Linked DNA regions of Mus musculus: region 1 is linked to region 2. Evidence: chromatin contacts called from public Hi-C data. All regions are on one chromosome and are shown on one strand. Each heading gives the region's core, a stretch centred on a gene start, on an enhancer-like site or on the middle of the called end of the contact. The rest is flanking DNA. Distances are from core to core; before and after follow the strand shown.

What was found. Hi-C and Micro-C count contacts between places; a contact is called where the count stands out from the background.
Region 1: a contact with region 2 is called in a Hi-C map of liver, with 2.4 times the contacts expected there. The contact joins two enhancer-like sites. A contact is called at or near these places in 1 of 484 Hi-C or Micro-C datasets (liver) and 1 of 9 other capture datasets (embryonic stem cells).

Annotation. Positions count from the first base shown.
Region 1 is chr6:144,502,386-144,506,806 of GRCm38.p6, forward strand. It overlaps a transcript of Sox5 not described here. Among named protein-coding and RNA genes, the nearest start is that of Sox5os3, 170 kb to the right of the region's middle. Within about 2 kb of position 1,621, at least 10 of the 459 cell types and tissues checked have an H3K27ac peak or open chromatin away from gene starts, as enhancers often do. A contact at or near this core is called in liver, where this site is marked.
Region 2 is chr6:144,309,185-144,314,065 of GRCm38.p6, forward strand. It overlaps a transcript of Sox5 not described here. Among named protein-coding and RNA genes, the nearest start is that of Gm38531, 100 kb to the left of the region's middle. Within about 2 kb of position 2,832, at least 36 of the 459 cell types and tissues checked have an H3K27ac peak or open chromatin away from gene starts, as enhancers often do. A contact at or near this core is called in liver, where this site is marked.

The DNA of each region.
Region 1 (4,421 bases), core at 371-2,870, 190 kb after region 2:
CTGACAGTAAAAGCTTACTCCATCATGCTATGGACAGGTTACAGAGCATATTGGGTCACACGAGGAATGGGCTACAGAACACACTGTCCTCTGAAGCCCCAACCAGGAAAAGACCAGGGCTACAAAGACGTTCCTGTGGAGACCGTGGGCCTGAGCTGGCAGGCTGGTGTTGGGAGCCCACTCTGGAGCTACACGCAGGGAGCCTCCCTGAGCTTCCTCATTCCCTGAGCAGGACTGGAGGGCCTCCAGGGCATCATCCCGCCCAGAACACGCACTTCATGAAGTCCAGAAGGCTGTAACTATAGCATGAGGAAAACTAAAAAACCAAACACAACTTTAATTAATAGTCAATTCTATAATGATTTTAAGAACTGTGGGTAAGGAGGGAAGTCAAGAGATATAAAGGCTCACTGATACAGCAGAGACCCAGGGTCTCTGGGGGCCTGAAAGACATTTCACCTATCAAATATAAAAATTTAACACAGAACACAAAAGAGAGGGCAATTTTGGTTGTATTTTTTTACATACTGAATAAACAGTTGAGCACAGTCTATGTGTCCAGATAGCCCCCAAACTAAAGGCACTACTTACTTAACTTTTAAAAACTGTTTTTATCACAAGAAAGGTAAAATACTTTAAAAAAAAAAACACTTCAACTTACCCTATAACTTTAATCTGTCAATACTTTCTTCCATCTTACGTGTTGTAACAATGCCAAATAGAAAGCAACCTTGTTAAATTCAAGGCAAGCACAGTTCCAAGTGGGAGTTAGCTGTGGGGGTGGGTGGGTGGGTGGGGGCAAGGTGGGAGGGAGGAGGTGGGATGCTAACTGCAAGCTGAAAGATCTTTTCTCTGAGAATAATGTAACCTGACTGACTTTTCCATTGTGCAAGGTACAAAGATAAATAGGCAGAGACTAATAAATAAGAAAAGCAACTTTAAAATAGATGTTTCCAAGCAAATTCTAGCAACAGGTCGGTCAGTGTGAGATTCGCTGTTTGATTTTACTGGTTTAAAATCCATATAGTGATTTTAAAAAATTAAAAAAAAACCTCACTGTTGTTCTTTATTCCATTTGCCAAGCAGAGTCATTTATTCCCTATTAGATAAAGTATAATAGACTGTACGGAAAGGGTCACTGGCCTGCCATTTAATGATATTGCCAGCCCTGATCTGCATTTTCCCGGCAATGTCCCTCAACACAGAATAAATGGCTGATCTCTTCACAATAACAGCTGATTTCTATTTATTAAGCTAAAAAGGTCACCATTTTCTACGGCTGGGCCGCCCTGCACTATTGATAATTTTATGCATAAACAAATGGAAAATTTGTGCCACATAAATATGCATTAGCAATTACTTTTTACGCTTGCCGCATGCAAATGTGCACCTCGCAGGCTCTGGTCGCTTTTGTTTTAGCTCTTGGACACAGAAACAAAAGAGCACAATACACAATTTTCAAATTGCCAATCAATAAGCAATGCAAATTCTGAGGTAAATGGCATAAAAAAAAAAAAAACTTGCTCTGAGACAACAGGACAAAAGTGAGGGTGTAGATAGGGAGGTCTTTTATAGGATTTTTATTCCTTTCCTGTTTATAATGAAAAGGCTAAAGTCCTCTTGACACAGACCAGCCAGCAAGGCTGGTCCCAGAGCCCATGCCAGATGGGCAAGTAGAAAATGCACACATGTTGAGTAAACACGCAGCACACCCCAAAAAAGGGGTTGGGGTGAAACCGTGCTCCTGCGTGGCATTTCAGAGGCACCACCTGCTCAGATTTCTGTTCAGCTCTAGAGACTCAGAAGTTTGAATTTTAGGGAGTTTAAGAATTAGGCGCTGTAGACAAACGTCAAGATCCAGTTCCCCTGTGCTCGACAGTGACGTTTCGTTTGCTCAATTGGTTTTTTTCTCCTAATGTCAACAAAATCCCCAGGAAAGGGGAAAGTACACTGTCAAAAACTGAGATGTGAGGTTGAAGGGATGGCTTAGGAGTTAGGAGGGTTTGCTGTGCAACCATGGAGGGCAGAGTTTCAACACCAGCACCCACATAACCAGTTATGTGCTCCTGCAAAGCCTGTCTGAGCTATCCTACATTCTATTCTGGCTTCTGGATATGGACACACACACACACACACACACACACACACACACACACACACACACACTAAATTTTGGTGGGATTCTTTTAGGAACACAAAGTAGAGGGGTACAAGAGGAATGTTTAAGAAATAAAAGCATCCCATAAATTGTTTGTAGTTACATAGTTTAACTACAAAAAAATAGAGAATACTATCGAACACAGGAAAACACACACACACACACACACACACACACAGAGAGAGAGAGAGAGAGAGAGAGAGAGAGAGAGAGAGAGAGAGAGAGAGAGAGAGAAAGAAAGAAACAATATGACCGAAATGCATGGCAGAAGGAAGATGTGTTACCTAAACTGAACACACAATGAAAGGTAAGCCAAGAGCAGGCCAACTGGTCTACCAACAGTGACCACATGGCACAGTGTTGACCTATCTAACCTATTTTCTGATCTCATTGCTTCAGTTTCAAGGCTTCTGTGGGTTTTCTATGCTGCCACTGATGCTTGCATTTCAAGGGGCAGAGGCTGAGGAAGGTTGTGAGACTCAGGAACTCATGGAATGAGGTCTTGACTCATACCCTTGAGGCCTGCATCTCCAATGGTCCAGCTTCTAACAGGGCCATCTGGGAGCTCCCTCAGAACGCGTCCATATAGACCCAACTGCAACAGCTCTTTCCAAACTCGCTGATGGCTTTGACTTTGCATAAATAAGCCAAAACGTATTTGAAAAATAAATTCAGGGTTTCTGCAAGTTTCTTTAATGAACTTATTAAAATACTTTAGCTACTGTAAAATATACAGATACTAATTTGTGTGTTATATGGATGTACCTTCATGCATTAATGCAAGCCCATGGAGAACAGACCAGGGCTTTCATAATCATGTGAGGACAGAAAAATATTTTGTGATCTTCATCATGATCTTAATATGATTAGACCTTCTACTGTCTCACAGGATTAAGGAGGCTTCGTCACAGACTGGGAAATTGTTTTGAGCCCACATGCAAATCTAAAGGCAGTGCTAGGGGAACTGGGTCTTGCTTGGAGCAGGATAAGGATCCTGGAAGCTTTATCTTCATAGAGAAGGCCATGGAGCTTGTAGAAGTATTTCCTCCCTGATGCTATCAGTGATAGGAAGCCAATGGCATTGGGGCTGGCGAGGTGGCTCAGTCAGTAAGCACTTTCCTTGCAAGCTCCAGGACATGGTTTTAATCTATAGAGCCCAGATAAAAAGCTGGGCATGGTAGTACATGAGCATAATTCCACATGCTGGGTTGTCTTGGCCCTGGCCAGCCTATCTGAACTATTTGGCAAGTTCCAGACCATTAAAAAAAAAATGATGCAGTCTCAAATTATAAATAAATAGGGAGAGAGAGAGAGAGAGAGAGAAAGAGGTCTGAGAATCAACAGTTGATGTGCCCTCTTACTTCCATACACCTTTATACACACCCAAAGAAATACTGATAAGGATATTGATAATGCAATGATTTCATATAAGTAAGGAAAAGACAGCCCCCTAGAGAGAGCACAGAGCGTATCACATATACGAACATACATTAAGGTCCCAAAGGACTTGACAGTTTACTCAATTATGGAAGTATTCTTTCCAACACTAAACTAATCTTTTTTTTTTCTTAGTTGATTTAGTTTCTAGTGTTATTTCAGTTAGGGTTTCTGTTGCTCTGAAACAAACAAACAAACAAACAAACAAACAACAAAACAAAACAAACAAACAAAAAACAAACCATGGCCAAAAGGCAAGTTGGGAAGAAAAGAGTTTATTCAGTTTATACTTCCACATTGTAGTCCATCACTGAAGGAAGCCAGGACAGGAACTCAATCAGGGCAAGAACCTGAAGGCAGCAGGTGATGCAGAGGCCATGAAGAGGTGCTGCTTACTGGCTTGGTCATCATGACTTGCTCAGCCTACTTTCTTATAGAACCTAGGACCACTAGCCCAGAAATGGCACCACCTACAATGGGTGGGGCTCTCCCCATCAGTTGCTAACTGAGAAAATGCCCTATGGTAGAGTGTTATGGAGGCATTTTCTCAATTGAGGTTCCCTCCAGTCAGATAACTCTAGCCTGTGTCAGAATGACAGAAACTTGCCAGCACAAGTGTCTTCCTGCTCCATATATCCTCTTCACTTGGTCCTCAGAGTTGCATGTACAGAAGTTCGAATATGACTTATCTGATACGGACAAACATGGACTCATTGCCAACCTCCCATCATAGGATGAGGTTTCTGTGACAGCTACTCCCTGGCCCATCTCTCACTCTCTGTGCAAGGTAAAGATTCTATACTAAAATGATGACCATCCTAACTGA
Region 2 (4,881 bases), core at 1,582-4,081:
TTCTCAGGCATAATACATCTTTCTTTTTCTTCTTCTTCAGACACAAAGATTCTCCATGGTCTAGAGACTGTCTAGGAGCCTAAGATGGCTTGCTGGTGAGGCCTAGACATATATTTGTCTCAGCCTCTCCAGCACTGGCATTACAAGCCTATGCCACCCATTAGCTCATTAGTGTAAGCTCTGGGGATTTAGTCCAGATCTTATGCTTGCAAGGCAAGCACTTTACCCACTGAGCCATATTAACACCATAAAGATCACTGGTGTTATCACTGAGACAAGTGGACCTGTAACAGGAGACAGGAGAATTCCAGCCAGGAAGAAACACTCATGTTTGCAGATTTGATGGCTACACAGTTGGCATTTTGTGCAAGCTCCACCCTACAGTTACATGGCAACAGCCAATTGTGCCTGATTCAGTATAAAAGGGGCTGCTTGCCCCCTCCTCTCTCTCCTCCACTTGCCTTCTTGCTCCCTCTCTGTCCTCTCTCCCCATTCCTCTCCCCCCTCTTTCTCCACATGCTCATGGTTGGCCACTACTCTCTCTCTCTCTCTCTCTCTCTCTCTCTCTCTCTCTCTCTCTCTCTGCCTTTCTCTGCCTCTACTACCCTCTCAACTCCCCTCCCTATGCCCTGAATAAACTCTATTCTATACTATACCATCTTGTGGCACTTTACCATCTTGTGGCATCTCTGGTCCCTCAGGGGGAAGGGATGCCTCAGCATGGGCCCTAGGAGGCACCCCCTTCGCCTTACCTGACTACACCCCCACCAAACATATTCCTCCTCTTCTTATCTTTTTTTATAAAACACACTTCCAGTTGTCAACTTGACTACCTCTAGAATGAACTATAATCCATATCCATATCTATATCATTTGTATCTATATTTATCTATTCTATCTCTATCATTTTAGAGATCTAGCATATATGATGGCCTTATATATTAGACATACTTGATTAAGCTTTCTTAATAAAATCCCACTTTTCCCAGAATGAGGGAATGGCAAGTTTTATTTTCAGAAGAGAATTTCTAAAGCAGAGAGATAATTATCTCAAGACCAACAATGTCTTAAGAGACTCAACTCTCCCGCTTCTCTCTTTAGCATCAATTGTTGACTTCTGAGGCTCAGCAGAATCTACAGTGATTTCCAGACATGAAGTGTCTGCTGTCCACATCAAGTGGCTGTACTAAATGTCACAGCATGGAGTCAGACAGAACTATCAAAGGAAGTGAAGGTATTTTAACATGGCGAAATGCTTTCGTCATAGAACTAAAGTCCAAATGTTGCTTTACAGAAAACCCAGCCAGGCCCTGCATTCTAAAGATGGCGTACCACCTTGACGAAAAGAATGCCTGGGAAAGTGGCTGGCCCAGCACTGGCTCACTAGCTGGAAGAATTGTCTACATGGCTGTAAGAGCCAGAGTTAACTGATAACTCATAACTGTAACTGCTAACAAACCAACAACTCTTCATTTGACAAGTTAAATCTAGTTGTGAAATTAAAACAATTTAAAGATATTTTTCATAGTTCTGGGGGACAAAAATTTTGATGTTTCTTAAAAATGTATTTTTACTATATGAAAGGGACATTTATTAAATCATGGGGCTGCATCAATTATCTTTGCTCTAATCCTTCAATGATAAACAAGTGTTTTCTTTATCTTAGTTTTAAATAATTAATTAAAATAATCATTCCTTTGGATCACATGTATACATTGATATATGTATATGTACGTGTATGTATGTGTGTGCATCTACAAGACTGTCTAACTCCTACCTCACATATATATATGTATGTATATGGACATATATGTGTGTGTATCTGTCTGTCTGTCTATCTCCTATTTACATATTTGTCCAGTGAAAACGATTAACCACTCATGCTATTAATGATTTACATGGTAAAGTATAATTGAACCAGTTAACCCTTTGTTACTTAACTTAATACCACTTATTGCCTATAACTGATCTGTATTTTAATAAATTATTAAGCAGCTATAACACAACAGCCTTTAAGTATCATTATTCCATGATAGAAATAAAAAGCAACTGGTAGATAAACATTCTGCATTTTCTTGTGGAGGGGAAAGCCTCAAGGCCATGATAAATTATTTTAACTTGAGGAATAAGTGTGTATTGTTTTTGTGTCCTGTTTTCTCAAACAAACAAACAACAAATAAGGAAACTTTCATCAAAATTTCGATGAAGCTACTGAGAAGTTAAATTATTGTGTTCCAAAGCTTATTTTTTAAAAGGATATTGAACATGTGAAATCAAAATGATATTGCAGTAACTGAATGAAAGCAGCTAAGGCCTCTTGCATTTTAGTCAGAAGTAGCATTAAAACTGCACACAACCAAAACACGTGGCTATCTGGGAACATATTTAGTCTAGATTAATCATCTTATGACTGTCACATTAAACTCCATAAATAAATGTTTAACTTCTAATCCAAATTGCTTCATGTTAGCTAAGTATAGCAGTTTTCTATATCTCCCATAATATATAGGACAGTGTTTGTTCAACTTCCCGAATTCCTAGAAGGAAACACCATACTTCTGAAACAAATGCAACCTGGGCTAAGTTGCCTTTATTCTCTGTGTGGATTCTTTCATGCTTCTGGCTCGTTACATGGAATTTCTTTTTTCTAGCATTGGTTTCTATTGTCCTCTGCAAACTTTACCCAGTACTTTAGACTTTGTTGGATTTCCCAATGTTTGAAGAACTGCTGGTTTGTTCTTTGAACTATCAGTCACTGTTGTGGTAGAACATTGCTGCTTTGGGATGGACCTGTGAGTTTCGTGTGTAATGTGACTCCTCAGGTTGCCACAGCTCTTTAGCATGCCACGAGCAAATATTTAATAGGCCAATCACATGGCCCAAAGTCTTTGCCTGCCGCTGACCTAGCCATTTATCTTTTTATCTGTCATTCTATAATCTGTCTACCTAAGTACCTACCTACCTACCTATCTACCTACCTACCTAGCTACCTACCTACCTACCTACCTACCTACCTACCTACCTACCTACCCACCCGGCTCTCTGTCTCTGTCTCTCAAAAAACAATTCAAGATTTCCCAAGAAATTTTAAACCCCTTTAAAGGAGACTCTCACATGCTGTTTGTTTACAAGTGTGGATCAGTTCAGCTGGCCTCTGGAATTATTAATCGTAATATGCCTGTGACTTGCGGCTTTAATATTTAGAGCATCAAAGTAAACTGCAGTGATGAGCTATAGATAAACCGCAGAGTGATCATTTTCTCTCTTTAGCTGACGGAGGAACCTTTGGAAGCAGAGCGGAGCTCACTGGCTTCCCCAGCTCCCTAGAGCTCTCCATACCACAGAACAGGCAATCAGAGAGGTGAGGGCTTTTCATCACTCCTTCCAAAAGAAAAAAAAAAAAAAACCAGAAAGCTTAACGTCTGCGAAAAACTGACTTCATTTGATTTACTCTCCAAGACTGTTTTTTATTAAATATGTTTGACTGCTATCTCTAATTAAATGTAGAATTAATTTTGGCAAACTAACCACAGATGCAGTTTATGTTCAGTTTTATCAGACAGATTTATTTATAAGCTGTCAACTTCTTGAAAGACTTCATTTTGGAGCAGTTTTAAATTGCTAACAGTAGCTGTAAATGGGGCTACTGTTCTCTGGAACACTAAAGGAAAAGCAAGCTATAAATGTCCACTCCATCTGTGAGGAATCATAAAACAATCACATTCCTTTATTTTTTTTTCCTCCGTAGGACCTTTATTAAATTAGTTCAACTCAATTAAAAATAACTTCAAAAACATTTCGGGCCTTTTGTTTCATGGAATAGTTGGAACTCTGGGCACGGAACGCCACCCTTTTAACTAATCCCTTTTACTAAACGGAGGAGAATGGCAGTATTGTGACTTCAGACAGTGCCTTCAAGGGTCTCTACTGTACCGAATTGAGGTCACTGCAAGACAATGCCCAACACCCAGTCTCCATTCAAACATTCTTCACAACTCTATCAAACGTGTCTTTCTTCCCCTTGGCCCGCTTTCTCCCATGGCAGACTCAGGGGACAATGGAAAGGCCCCCAGCGCCATTTACGGTCACCATATTTGCACATGACAAAGTCCACTCTTCCTGGTTTGCTAACACCCCCACCCCTTCATTCCCTAACAAAGAGTGAGCCCTGCGAGAGACTTTCCCACCGTTACTTTTATTCAGACATCTGTGGTATGTAATGTGTTGTTCCAGGGCTGGTACCTGACCCTTGAGAAGCTCTTTTGCCATTTTGGTGGACTGAGTAGCCAGGCAAAGAATTAAATGCAGTTCCCCTGTAGCCGGCCTAGGCACAATGGAACACGTGACTTAGCCCAAAGCATATAGAAGTGGCACAATCAGACTCATTGCACCTTGTACTAGAGTTAGCATCATCAGGACCATAAAGCGAATGGTGGACCCATGCACCATCGTGCCCCTGCCCCATGAGCACTGTTTGCTTTTGCTTTAGAGTTTTTATAGCCACAGCTACAAACAAAACAAAATCAATTGCTGTAAATTTTTCTCACCAGAGTTACCCCGCCAAAGGAAGAAAGGGGCTATACCCGCAGCATCTGCCTCCAAAGAACAAGGAGGAACACACATTCGTAAGCAGTGTCGTCGTTGTCGGGTCGTTAAGATGAAGATTTTGATTTTAATTAAGAAGGGGATTTGCAGGACAATTAGTGAGATGTGATATTCGCTGCAAGAAACAGTGCCCTTATTGAGAAATGCCATCTAAGTCAGAATGGGGTGCTTGGTGACTTGTTTCTCTGGGTTTCTATAGTTAATGAGGAGAAAAATGGGAAGAAGACAGAAATAGCTCACCTGGAATGAAGAAACAGATCTTCTCCTTAGCGTTCC